Linked DNA regions of Bos taurus: region 1 is linked to region 2. The links are chromatin contacts, called in public Hi-C maps. All regions are on one chromosome and are shown on one strand. Each heading gives the region's core, a stretch centred on a gene start, on an enhancer-like site or on the middle of the called end of the contact. The rest is flanking DNA. Distances are from core to core; before and after follow the strand shown.

What was found. Hi-C and Micro-C count contacts between places; a contact is called where the count stands out from the background.
Region 1: a Hi-C map of liver shows a contact between it and region 2, with 5 times the contacts expected there. The contact joins the promoter of NEIL2 here to the enhancer-like site in region 2. A contact is called at or near these places in 8 of 11 Hi-C or Micro-C datasets (8-cell embryo, blastocyst, blood and 4 more).

The regions. Positions count from the first base shown.
Region 1 is chr8:7,631,217-7,638,406 of ARS-UCD2.0, reverse strand. NEIL2 (nei like DNA glycosylase 2) reads left to right here and starts at 2,062. Exons shown (of 5, transcript NM_001013003.1): 1 at 2,062-2,102; 2 at 3,774-3,913; 3 at 6,070-6,407. The coding sequence starts at 3,776.
Region 2 is chr8:7,527,375-7,534,524 of ARS-UCD2.0, reverse strand. No RefSeq gene overlaps it. Among named protein-coding and RNA genes, the nearest start is that of DEFB136, 31 kb to the right of the region's middle. Within about 2 kb of position 2,929, at least 6 of the 102 cell types and tissues checked have an H3K27ac peak or open chromatin away from gene starts, as enhancers often do.

The sequences.
Region 1 (7,190 bases), core at 813-3,312, 100 kb before region 2:
CCATTGCCTTCACCCACCAGTAGCTGGTTGCTGCTGCTGCTGCTGCTAAGTCGCTTCAGTCGCGTCCGACTCTGTGAGACCCCATAGACGGCAGCCCACCAGGCTCCCCGTCCTTGGGATTCTCCAGGCAAGAACACTGGAGTGGATTGCCATTTCCTTCTTCAATGCATGAAAGCGAAAAGTGAAAGTGAAGTTGCTCAGTCGTGTCTGACTCTTTGAGACCCCATAGACTGCAGCCTACCAGGCTCTTCCGTCCATGGGATTTTCCAGGCAAGAGTATTGGAGTGGGGTGCCATTGCCTTCTCCGCAGTAGCTGGTTAGGGAGAGTCAAATGGAAGGGAAACAACCCAGCTAGAAAGAAGAATACCTGGATTGGGAGACCATGCCTGATGCACTTAAAGATCATGAGGGGATCTCAGAGATCATTTGGTGCAAACCTTTTTGTCCCACCATCATCAAAACAACAACAACAACAACAACTCCCCCAAGGTCACAGAGCCCCATAAAGAGGGGTGCTTCCTGAGCATCTACTCTAACTAGGCGTAAAGGTTGTCAGATACCGCCCTTGCAGTTAACACACTCACCATGTGAGGGCGCCAGCGTTCTCTCTCTTGTGGCCTCCAGAATGCAACAGCGTGATTTTCGAACATTCCATCTGAGACTAGCCCAGAAATTCGACTTAAAAAAGTACCTGCCACTTATTGAGCACTCCTGCACGTCAGACACGCTAGCAGCTGTATATACTTATTCAAGTTTTCCGAAATCCTTATAAGCACGTTTTACACATGAAGAAGATAGACATGGACTTTCTTAACATCTTTTTTTTAATATGGACCATTTTAAAACTCTTTACTGAATTTGTTACAATATATTGTTTCTGTTTTATGTTATGGCTTTTTGGCTGCAAGGCATGTGGGATTTTAGCTCCCTGAGCAGGGATCGAACCCGCACCCCATAAGTTGGGAGATGAAGTCCTAACCACTAAACGGCCAGCCTTGGAATTCCTAGCCCAAGGATTTTAAGTAGCTTGCTTAGTACAGAACTAGTACAGGCAGAACCAGGATTCAAATCTGACTCCAGAATCTTGAACATTTATTAAAGCCCACCCCCGCCACTCCCAAAGAGTAGAAACCTAAGACCTGGAAACCCTGCACAACCTGGGTCTAGGTACCACTCCAAGCTGAAGTCTTTCAACTTCTCTTCAGCTAGAACCACTGGGGAATACGGCTCACTATCGACAGTCACAAGTCCAAAGAAGGGGACAACTGGAAGAGATCCCTGCCCGGAGCCTCACTCTCCGCCCTCCAAGTTCCCCAGGTGCCCCTGGAGACACATGAAACCTCCGCGATGCGGTTCAGGACCCCCAGCTCGTTCACTGCACCTGTTAGGACTGAGGAGCCCGGAACCCCTACCGCCCCAGGCATGAGCCCCGCCTCCAACGCTCAGCAGGGGGCGGAGCCCCGAGCGACCCCACCCTCGAGGGAGGAGCCTCGCCTTACGCGTCCTGGTCCCCAACCTCGCATCTGCCTCTCCACGAGGCTCCGTGCGGGCCTTTGGGGTCCCGGACGGGCCCAGGGCAGGTGAGTCCAGCCGCGAGCCCCACCAGCGGCGTCGCACGACCTGCGCGGGTGAGGACTGGAAGTCGCGTCCTCGGCGGTAGCGACCTCCCCACCCCGAGTTGGAAATGCAGGGCTTTTCCCCAGCTTTACCCTCATCACCTGTTAGCCGCATGAAAACTCAGTTACCGAACATTTTAGAAGCATCCCTCATGAAAACCCGTACCCCGGGTCGAATTTTTCTTTCTTTTCGGCTGTTTACCACTTTTTAACCTACCGCCCCACCCCCCACCACCCCACCACCCCCAGTGGAGTGCAGTGACCGTCTGCTCCGTCTTTGCACCCGCCTCTCCCGCACATCACCCGGAGGCGGCGTTGGGAAAAGCAGCCATTTTAGACTTCTGGGGAGTGGGGGAGGGGTGGGGATGGTGGGGGGGGCGTCGATCTGCAGAGGAAAGGGGACGCCGGCGACGCCCCCTCCCCTCCTCCTTTCTTTGTGGTCCGCAAGCCAGCCCCTTAGCCAGCGTCGCGCGGTTCACCGTTCGGGGGAGGGGCTCGAGGGTGGGTGGGGTGTCCCCTTGGAATCCGTGTCCCTTTGGCTTCTTGCCTCTTAAGGCTGTAACTGAGCCCAGCTTTCCATCTCCATAAGTAAACCTAAAAAACACATGCCCTTGTGTCGAAAGATCTTAAGGATCAGATGCATTTCAGACGGGAGCTTTTCCAGAAGCTTCCTCTGTTGGAGAGGACCAGGGCGCAGAGCTGGCAGAAGTTCAGGTCGACTTAACTGTGGCCGGTCTCCCTGCAGCCGCGCAGTTTTGTCAGGATACTCTGTCGAGTGTCTTGAAGGTCTGATTAGGGGCAACCACATTACATTTTAGTGAGTCTAAAGCGCCATCAAAGTAAAAATACATATTAATGTTATGGAATGTGGTGCTAATTAAACAGTGGGAAAACATGGATTGTAAGAGCCACACCCATTTCTGAGATTTTTAAATTCTTTTCAGAGTTACTGAAATGCAGTAGCTACCACCATGCCAGGAAGCTGCTTAGTTCCTTGTGTTTTCATCATCATTTGCAGGCCTGTGCAGTTGAGGAAGCTGGTGGATAAGTAGTATAAGAGTGGGGGGGATGCCTTCAGTGTCTTAGAAGCTGGGGTGCTGAGCACTTAGACTCAAACATATGAATGCCCCCCCACAAGACCCCAGTGGAGTGTGATGATTTGGGGCAGGAAGAGATGGGGGTGCCAGGTGACCTACATCAGGGTTAAAATGAAACCCCAGCTGTTTCTCAGTTACCAGGGCTAATTTTCTCTAGTTAAGCTGGCTGTGGATCTGACATGACATGACCCCGTGACTTGTCACGGTCCTGAGCGCTGCGTGGTTGTCACATACACAGTGCTCCTGCTAGCAGGATGGTCCGGGCATGCTGAATCGGCATCTGTGTCTGTGTCCCTTACAGCTTTCTCTGTCCCAGCCATCTCTCCACTGAAAGAGGGGAGACAAAGCACCAGCAGTGGGCTGAGATGATTTGGGAAGGCAGACAGAGGAGGACAGAGAAAGCATGGAGATGAGCTAGGGCCGCAGTCCAGGAAAAAAGTTGACAAGGGCTGGCTCCTGTTCAGGCTGCAGGGTCAAAGCGGAGGACGCTTGTGGTGTGGTGCCTGGCATGTTGTTGGTGCTGCCTGGAGAAAGGTGAGGGTCTGGATGAGGCAACCCTCCTTGGGAAACTGGCTTATACCCTGCTGCAGCTGGACTTACTTTTTAAAAAATTTGGGGGGACATGTTATTTATTTTTATTTTTTGGCTATGCTGGGTCCTTGCTCTGCATGGGCTTTCTCTATTTGCAGTGAGCCGGAGCTTCTCTTGTTACAGAGCACAGGCTCTAGGCACTTGTACATTAGTAGTTGCAACTCTCGGGCTCAGTAGTTGTAATTCACGGGATTCACATATGCTCTGTGGCATATGGGATCCTCCCAGACCAGGGATCGAACCCATGTCCCCTGCATTGGCAGGGGGATTCTTATCCACTCCACCACCAGGGAATTCCTGGGGTTTCTCTTTGATCTGACCACCTCCCTCCCCAACCACATTCCCTTTTTGGCTGTATATGCTCTTAAAGTTGATGGCAAAAACGTGGCTACTTGAAAGTTTGGAACCCACCAGAAATGCTGGAGAAACCAGCTAAGTCAGCAGCCTCTTTCCTCGTTTCTGCCGGCAGGGATGCCAGAGGGGCCGTCTGTGAGGAAGTTTCACCATCTGGTTTCTCCCTTTGTGGGGCAGCAGGTGGTCAAGACAGGAGGCAGCAGCAAGAAGCTAAACCCCACAAGTTTCCAGTCCCTCTGGCTGCAGGACAGCCAGGTGAGTTCACTGTCTTCCAGCAGGTTCGTTCCATACCTCACTCCGGTGGGCCAGCTCCATCAACACAGCCTGTCCCTCCCCTCAGTTTCTGTTAAGACTTTCCATGCAGTTATTTCCTTTTTCCTGAGGGTAGCCACACTGGGACTCCATGCAACTCCTCCGCTGACGTTTCTCAGCCTCAGGTCAGTGGCACAGTGGCCCATGGAACTGTGCGTGAGCTGGATATTCATGTTCATGGTCTGAAGTGATTCTGGTGACTCTAGCTGAGTCCACTGTGCACTTTTGGTTGGAAACAGTATTTAATTCTCTGGGGCCAGCAAGGAGGTGAGGAAAGAGCATAGCCTTTAAAAAAATTTTTTTTTTAATTTACTTTTTAATTGGTGGAGAATTGAGCATAGCCTTTGTTCTGGGTTTCAGCCTGGCTCATCTTTGCCCTCAGCATCAGTCGGTATTCCCTTAAGGGCTCACGTGACTACTTGCTAATCTGATTTCTTGCCTCCCCCTCTGGCCTGCAGCTCACCCTGCCTTAGATCTCTCCCCAATCATGCTGAACTATTTGGAGCTCCTCTCACAGCCCTTCTTGCTTATGGTTTGACATGCTGATCTTCCTTTTTCTCCCTACTCCACCCCCATTCCTGTACCTTCATGTTACCACGGTAATTCCTAGTCTCCTTTGGATTCAGCCTTGCCATCACATCCTTTGAGAAGCCTGTTCTGTCTGCGCTGGGTGGGGGGAGAGACCCTGATGCGCTTCCAGGGTACTTTATATGTCCTCCTGTTGGCCCCTCATTCCTAAATTTGTCCTGTCTTTTGATTGCAGGAGACAAATAAACAGGACAGGGGCTGTGACCTCAGCATTATTGTATTCCTAGCACTTAACTGAGTGTCCGGTACTTAGGAGACTTACAGTAATTGGTGGTAGAGAAACTTATGAGTTCTGCTGCTTCTTAGCTGTGTGCTCCTAAACAAGGTACTCAACGTCTCAGCTCTAGTGTCTGCTTGAGTTGTAAAATGGGGTAAACCACCTACCAGTTAAAATTGAACTAAGTAGACTTTATGCCTGGCACATAATAGGCACTCAGTAAATACTAGTTTTCTATCTTCCACCTTGCCCTTCTATCTCTCTTTCCTTTCTCTCTCTCTGTCTCACACATACATCCCAGTCTATAAAACCTCAGTTAGAACTGAAAGATGTTTGTAAGAGGTCTGCTAGAACTTCACATGTTTTCTGCATTTGAAGGAGGGGCTCAAGGAAGGGAGAGTGGTTAGCCCAAGCTGACATAGGCTGGCAAGGGGCAGAGACTGGAGCCCAAGCCCTCTAACCTCCAGGTCTGCACGAGAGCACCTGTACTCTTTGTCCACACTGTCCTGCAAAGTTTGCAGGACACAACTAATGTCCCTTTGTCTCTGGATCCCAGAGGCCTGCATCTTAGCATCTGCTGTCACAGAGCTGGCTCGTAGAAAATAATTTTTCATAACAGACTCAGAAGACTGGCTAATCCATTAAAAAATTGGAAGCATTTCCTCTTGGGCATTCTAGAGTGGCCCTGCATCCAGCGTACATCTCTTTCATTGCTGATACGATTGTTCCACTTGCTACTAATCATTTTGAAAACTGTATACTAAGTGCTCATATGACTGGAACAAAAGGCAAGTCCCGAATACTCAAGTTGGGAAAGCTTCATAGAAGAGGCAGAAGGGGAGACATTTATATTAGGATAAATGGCTGGATGCACCTCTTCCAGTCTTCCCCTTTCTAGGTCTAAAAGGCTCAGTCTTTGTGGACTGCAGTAACAGAACATGTCACACCAGGTGGCTTATAGCAACAAAAATTTATTTCTCACAGTCTGGAGCATGGGAAGTCCAAGGTCAAGGTGCCAGCAGATTCAGTGTCTAGTGAGGATCAACTTCCTGGTTTGTAGACAGGTGTCTTCTTGCTGTGTCCTCATGTGGAGGAAGAGGTGGGGGAGCCCTCTGCAGTCTCTTTTATAAAGGCACTAGTCCGATGTATGAGGGCTCTATCCCCATGACCTGATCACCTCCTGGAGGCCCCACCTCTAGACACCATCATATTGAGGGTAGATTTCAACATATGAATTTTGGGAAGACACAAATAATTCTATACCAAGCCTTAGATCATGTTCATCTTTTTCTAGGTCCATGGAAAGAAATTATTCCTTAGATTTGATCCAGATGAAGAAGCTGTGTCCCTGGGCAATTCCCTACTGTCAGAGCCTCTACGAGAAGGAGAGCAGAAGGACAAAGCCAGGCACCACCAAGAAGCCTCTGACCCGTCCTCCTGGTCCCCGGGAGGAGACAGTGCTGTCCCCAGTGGAGACGATGGTCTGCAGTGTTTGGGGGGAGACACCCCTGCAGGAGGTGCTGAGAGATGGCTGCAGGTCAGCTTTGGTTTGTTTGGCAGCATTCGGGTGAACGAGTTCTCCAGAGCGAAGAAGGCAAACAAGAGGGGTGACTGGAGGGACCCTGTACCCAGGTGAGGCGTGGTCGAGTAGGCCATGGGCTGGGACTGCGGCTGTGCAGGGTCTCCGGGCTTTGCCTGGGCCAGGCTCTCCACCTGCCCTCTGGCAGCCCACTTCTGGGAGAGAGAACCCACTTCCCTGGCCACCGTGATGGCAGGGAGACTGTGGTCTACACTAGGGGAGTGACAGGAACCACCTGGCAGCTTGGAGAGCGGGGATAATTTTCCCAACGAACATGGCCTGAGTTATATCTACTTTCTTTGAGTGTTTGGGGTCATTGTTTTTAAGTTTTTTATTGGATTTTGATCAGGACAATAGCCTGTACATTTTCTACTTTTGGCATCAAAGTTTGCAGCCAAACACATAATTGATCTTTGCTTACATTTTATATACATAAATGAAGATAAAATGTTCATTAAAAGTAAAACATTCTGATAAAAACCAACCAAACAGAAAAAGTAAAACACTCTGTAAATGTTAAGAACAGGTAGTTGTTTTGATCACTCAGATTTTCTCCATTCTTGCTTATTTTTTTGCTTATTTAATATGCCAAGCTCGGGAAGAGGAGCATTGAAATCCCCCACAGTAGTTGTGTTTTTATAGGTTCTCTTTGTCTTTCTTGGAGAAGGAAACGGCAACCCACTCCAGTATTCATGCCTGGAAAATCCCATGGACCGAGGAGCCTGGTGGGCTACAATCCATGGGGTCGCAAAGAGTCGGACACGACTGAGCGACTTGTGTGTGTGTGTGTGTGTGTGTCTTTCTAAGCACTTTAGGGGCTTTGTTTTGCTGCCCTG
Region 2 (7,150 bases), core at 1,680-4,179:
GGCAGCCCACTCCAGTGTTCTTGCCTGGAGAATCCCATGGACAGAGGAGCCTGGTGGGCCACAGTCCATGGGGTGGCACAGAGCCGGACACGACTAAAGAGACTTAGCATGACGCACACACAGTGGTGGCTCCTGGACCATTGGTTGCCATGTCTTAGACCGTGATACGAGACCAGGTCCTTCTGTCCTGGGAACTAACACAGGACTTTCTAACTGATTCATGTAAGGAAGGTGAGAGGGTCCAAAGCTTCCTGAACCCCAGTGTCTGGGAACTGCGGCCAGATGGTAACTGGAGGGGTGGAAGAGTGGGTGTTTCGGCATGATGGCTGAAGCAGCTAGGGCAGCTAGCTCGGCCAGAAGTTGGAGCAACATAGTCTCACCCTTGTTCCTCTCTCTTCCTATGTAATGGATTTTCCCTCAAGTTTCTTTTACCATAAGGTGACAACTGTCAGACTTTTCCCCACCCTGATTTAATAGCACTGAAGCTTTCACATGGAGGATTGCATCATTCTTCATCCTTCTTCACAGAATAGCTATAGAGCCATTCAAAGACCACCGTAAAATGATCAATAGCAACTGATTATCTCTGACCATTGAAAGGATGCCTTTTTGCCTTGGCATCAACCAACTGGGCTGAATTCTGTGATGGGCTTTTGGTGATTTTAGGAACCACATGGTAGCGTTCTCTTCTCCCCGGGAAATGTTCCACTTTAGGATAGGAGCAGACAGGTTTTTTTGTTTGTTTGTTTGTTTTGTTCCTTTCCTCCATTTGACATCAGTCTGTAAATGGAAAAATGGTTCTGAAACAGAATGAAATGAGGGACTTCCCTGGTGGTCGAGCGGTTACGACTTAGCCTTCCAGTGTAGGGGGTGTGGGTTCTATCCCTGTTCGAGGAGGTAAGATCCCACATGCCTGCAGCCAAAAAACCAAAATATAAAACACAGGCAGTGTTGTAACAAATTCAATAAAGACTTTAAAAAGTGGTCCACAGGAAAAAAATCTTTAATTAAAAAAATGAAATGAGAAACCCTTTTGGTCTTGGGGTTTTATCTATCCCAAGAACCATCCACTCAGCCCCTATGCAATGTGAGTCCTTGGCCCGGTCAATGACACAGGAGATGCAAAAGATGTAATTAACACAGAAGGGATGACAGTGCACAGTGCGCTGGGTCCCAGGATAACCCTGCCTAAACCCCTTGCGGAGATCCTAACAGGTACTGTGGCCACACATTGTTAGAATAAAATATCTTCGTCTCCATCATGGGTTCATAGCTATAATCAGACCACTTAGCCAAAATGTACCCTAGAGGACATTCTTTAGGGATAGTTAAAATATTCCTCAATTTTTAAAGACACAGACAACACGCATGAATGCCATCATCCAAAGAAACAAATGAACTGGTTCACAAATCAAGTAAAAGGCCAGTAACTCATTCCTCTCCAACAGGACACCCCACTCAAATACAAAGCAAATTGGCCTATTCTGGAGAAAAAGCCGCACACAGAGAGGAAATAAAGTTTCTTAGTGTACACTGGAGTGACTTTACTGAGCCTGTTGGCTGGCTCCCAGATGTCAATTCCTTGCTCTGATTGCCAAGCTGCAGCCAGTGCTGCTTCAGGGAATTCTGAAGGGAAGATTCTGAGGACAAGTGGTCCCAGCAGCTGCTCAGGCCTTGCTGGACAGTTCCCCAGTCTGGGGGCCTCTGGCCACGAGCAGCAAGGCTCCTGGGTGGTTTCAGAAGGTGGGCGACTTGTGCCCTAAGGAGCCATCTTCCGAAAGGTAGAGTTCAGACTTCCTCTGTACTCAAATGGGAAGGGGTAAAGCCCTGGTTCCAGCCAGCCTTCAGAGCGGATGGGTTAATTTCTTCCTTCCTGCAGGCATCTGTGGGTATGCCTAATCAGGGTGCTTCCTGTGAGCTAAACAAAGTATTTTAGCTTAACACTCACTATCTGGGAGGCAGCGTTTCAGAGATGGTCCATTATGTATCATTTAAGCTTATAGGCAGCATTCTTTCAGTGATTAACTTGTAACAGAAAAGCAAGATCCATCCTTATTACTGGTATGCAGCCACCTTCGTGAAGGATCTTAACTGGATCTCCTGCGTAACTTGCCGCAGCTTCCACACCAGCACACGCCGCTTCACTTTGCTTTTCTACCTTAGGCAGATGACTTCTTTCCTTAAACCTTATGAACCAGCTTCTGCTAGCTTCACTTTTCTTCGGCAGCTTTCTCACCTCTCAGTCATGTCTCTTTGTGACTCCATGCCCTGCAGAACTTCAGGCTTCACTATCTCCCAGAGTTTGCTCAAACTCATGTCCACTGAGTCACTGATGCCATCTAACCATCTTATCCTCTGTTGACCCCTTCTCCTCCTGCCCTCAGTCTTTCCCAGCATCAGGGTCTCTTCCAGTGAGTCAGTTATTTCTCTCAGGTGGCCAGAGTATTGGAGCTTCAGCTTCAGCATCAGTCCTTCCAGCGAATACCTCCATTCCCCCAGAAGTTTCCTTATGCCCTCTTGTAATTGATCTTTGCTTTCACACTTGTCCCCAAGTTAACCACTGATGTGCTGTTACTGAGAATTAGTTTCCATTTTTAAGCGCCAGCTTTTATGTCTGGCTGCTTTCATTCAACATAATGATTTTGAAAATTACCCGTGTTATTATGTGTATTGGTACTTTGCTCTTTTTTAAAAGTTTAACAACTTCTTTTATCGAGCTGTAATTGGCACACAGTAAACTGCATGTTTTTAAAGTATACACTCTGATAAATTTTTACCCGTGAATATGCACCATGAAAACTGTTACATTAATCAAAATAATGAAAACATGCGTCACTCCAGGATTCTCGCCCAGCCGCAAGCCGCCTTTTCAGCCGCTGCTTGTCCTTGGCGCCCTCCATTAATGCCGACGGCGCCACCCAGTGGCCCATCTGGGAACAGTAGCCACTACCTGGAGAAAGGGAGGGATGTTCTGGGTGTGGAGAGGCGGGGGGTGTCCCGCTTGGATCCGGATCGGATGGATCAGGTGACAAACCACGCCAGGCCGGCCGGGGCCTCCCCACATGGAGGTCTAAGGGCGACACACAAGCCAGCTAGAGCCACCTCTGCTGCTTCTGCTGTCTTGACTCTAATTTTTTAAATGGGGTAAGAAAAACTAACCCAACATTGTAAATCAACTATATTTCAATTTTAAAAAACGAAAATGAAAAATATGGCAAGAAAGACTTTATTCAAAACTATTGCAGGGCTTCCCTGGTGGCTCAGTGGTAAAGAATCCGCCTGTCAATGCAGGAAACAGAAGTTTGATCCCTGTTCTCGGAAGACCCCACACACTGCAGAACAGCTGAGCCCATGCTCTACGAAAAGAGAAGCCGGCGCCCAGCACATTACACCTGGAGAGTTGCCCCTGCTGGCTTCGACTCCAGGATTCAACAAAAGCCTGTGCAGCAATGAAGACCCAGCACGGTCAAAAATAAATAAAATTTTATATATATATAAAAGACTATTGCAAAAGGGGGCCATGACCGTGGCCGCAGGAGAGAGATCATGCTCAATTCCTACTACAACAAGGGGATTTCTACCCAAGGGGCAGGGCGGGGCGGGTCATGAATGGAAAATGACTAAGAGGAGACATCAAGGTTAGGGGGGATTCTTGCTAAACTGATGTAACAGGATTCTTGCAAAATACAGACAAGTCCTTAGATAGCAAGGGTGGGGCGTGAGGAACCTGATCAGACACCCATGGTGATAAGATATCAGGGTGCTCAGTTATCAGAAATGGGGGGATTCTTGCTCAACTGGGTCAGGCAGCCTGAGGACAGGATGGGGGCCAAGCTGGAGACCCAGTTGAGAGGAGGGCTCTGAGGATCCTGACTGTAAAGTTTGGTCAAGGAGAGAGTCTCGGTCACAGAACACAGCCATTGAGTTTGCATGTATTGAAGTCAATAGCATACATATAATTAAGCCCCTGCATCTTTTAAGCAGTCCTCTAAAAGAACAAAACCCATAATTTCCTCTCTATAGTCTGTAAACTTGAAAATAGGAGTTTGGCAAGCCCTCTGTAGAACAGAGGAGCTTTTTGTGAAGACAAGGAACCCCCACTCTGGCTTCTATTCTGGTATCTCATACTCCCCAAATCCATTATTTATTCAACAAACATTTATTGAGCACTTACTATGTGACAGATACCATTGGAAATACAGAAAATATAACTGTCGAAACAGATCCTTGCCTTCTTTGGGGTTCACACGTTATCGGAGGGAACCAAATAATAAGCCAAATAGTAAAATATATATTATATCTAGGGGCTTCCCTGGTGGCTAAGTGGTAAAGAATCTGCCTGCAAACCCAGGAGATGCGGGTTTGATACCTGGGTCAGGAAGATCCCCTGGAGGAAGAAATGGCAACCCAACCCAGTATTCTTGCCTGGGAAATTCCATGGACAGGGGAGCCTGACAGGCTACAGTCCATGGACTCTCAAAGAGTTCGACACAACTGAGTGACTGAGTGTGCACTATATCATACCACAGGGGGAAAAAAAAGCAGGGAAGGTGCAGTCGCATCCCTAGAATGAGCAAGAGGGACCCCTGCCCTCAGGTCCACATTTTAGAGGCCAGCCCTGCCTCCAGAGGAGTTGGCCAGGCCAAGGGGATGCACCCCTAGGAGACGGAACCCCACTTTCAGACCACACTCTGGTTATCAAGAACCTCAAAAGTTCCTGCCCAAATGGCGCAGTGTCGACGTCCAGGACTTGTAGGGATTTCCCTGAAGTCTGACTTTAGCAGGTAGAATGGAACACAGATGTGTGTACCCCTAAGTCTGCAGTGTGATCAGAGGCCACTTGCTGGATACTCATGTGAGTGTGTGAAGATCTTGAGCGGCTCGGTGAAAATGGGCGTGGGAGGAGAAAAAAGGTGCTATATTTTGGGGACCACCATTCTATTCTAGCTTCCCTGGTGGCTCAGTTGGTAAAGAATCTGCCTGCAATGCAGGAGACCCCAGTTCTATCTCTGGGTTCCATCTCTTTTCCCTGGAGAAGGGAATGGCTACACACTCCAGTATTTTTTTTAAATTTATTTTTTGGAGGCTAATTACTTTACAATATCGTATTAGTTTTGCCATACATTCACATGAATCAGCCATGGGTGTACACATGTTCCCCTTCCTGAACCCCCCTCCCCCCTCCTACCCCATCCCATCCCTCTGGGTCATCCCAGTGCACCAGCCCTGAGCACCCTGTCTCATGCTTCGAACCTGGACTGGTGATCCATTTATTATATGATATTATACATGTTTCAATGCCATTCTCCCAAATCATCCCACCCTCGCCTTCTCCCACAGAGTCCATAAGACTGTTCTATACATCTGTGTCACTTTTGCTGTCTTGCATACAGGGTTATCATTACCATTTTCCAAATTCCATATATATGCGTTAGTGTACTGTATTGGTGTTTTTCTTTCTGGCTTACTTAATTCTGTATAATAGGCTCCAGTTCCATCCACCTCATTAGAACTGATTCAAATGTATTCTTTTTAATGGCTGAGTAATACTCCATTGTGTATATGTACCACAGCTTTCTTATCCATTCATCTGCTGATGGACATCTAGGTTGCTTCCATGTCCTGGCTATTATAAACAGTGCTGCGATGAACATTGGGGTACACGTGTCTCTTTCCCTTCTGGTTTCCTCGGTGTGTATGCCCAGCAGTGGGATTGCTGGATCATAAGGCAGTTCTATTTTCAGTTTTTTAAGGGATCTCCACACTGTTCTCCATAGTGGCTGTACTAGTTTGCATTCCCACCAACAGTGTAAGAGGGTTCCCTTTTCTCTACACCCTCTCCAGCATTTATTGCTTGTAGACTTTTGGATCGCAGCCATTCTGACTGGTGTGAAATGGTACCTCATTGTGGTTTTGATTTGCATTTCTCTGATAATGAGTGATGTTGAGCATCTTTTCATGTGTTTGTTAGCCATCTGTATGTCTTCTTTGGAGAAATGTCTGTTTAGTTCTTTGGCCCATTTTTTGATTGGTTCGTTTATTTTTCTGGAATTGAGCTGCATGAGCTGCTTGTATATTTTTGAGATTAGTTGTTTGCCAGTTGCTTCATTTGCTATTATTTTCTCCCATTCTGAAGGTTGTCTTTTCACCTTGCTTATAGTTTCCTTTGTTGTGCAAAAGCTTTTAATTTTAATTAGGTCCCATTTGTTTATTATCACTCCAGTATTCTTGCCTGGAGAATCCCCTTGACAGAGGAGCCTGGTGGACTACAGTCCACAGGGTCACAAAGAGTCAGACATGACTGAGTAATTAACACTTTCACTTTTAGGCTCTACAGATGTTAGGGGCAGGCCCAGGAGGAGAAATGACAGGATCTTTAGGTGTGTGTGTGGGGGTGGGGGGCGGTGCACCACTGCAATTTTAGATCGGAAGGCATCACGGAGAAGGTGACATTTTACCGAAGAGCCAAGGAAGATAAGGGAAGGAATGATGAGGGGTGGAGAGCATTCCAGACAGAGGAAAAAGCAAGCGCAGAGGCCCTGTGGTAGGTGTGTGCCTGGTATGTTTGGAAAAAGTCACTTCAGTCCACGGGGACCTGCCACGTTTGCGTCTGTGCAAAATGTAACAGGCATAAATGTCATTTTTTTTTTTAATTTGCCATGGTGCATGGCGTGTGGGATCTTAGTTCCCTGGCCAGGGATCACAGCCACACCCTCTGCAGTGGGAGCACAGAGTCTGGACCACCAGGGATGACCCATAAGAGTCACACTGAGTAAGTGAAGGGCCAGGTCTGCCTTCCCTGCCCTGCCCCCGAGTTCCTGGGCCAGCTCTGCTGTCCCTGTCGATGACCAGCAACAGCTACTCTTCAGGCCAGGATTTCTCCAAACCTGCTGTTTTTAAGGTTTTTTTTTTTTTTCTCCCAGTTCCCTCAAGACTCTCTCCTTATCACCCCACCTTCCTGTTTTCCTCTCCCACCCATGCCCTTGATCTCCCAAAGGTCTCCCCACACGTCTGCCTATCCTTGGGGACGACCCGGGTGTCGGATGTGGCTGCAGACACAGGGCTGAGAGACAGGTGGCCGGGGCCGGGGAAGGCTGGGGCTGAGGAAGGAAAGACTCAGGGGTCGCTTGACTTGGCCTCAGTTGCGGGT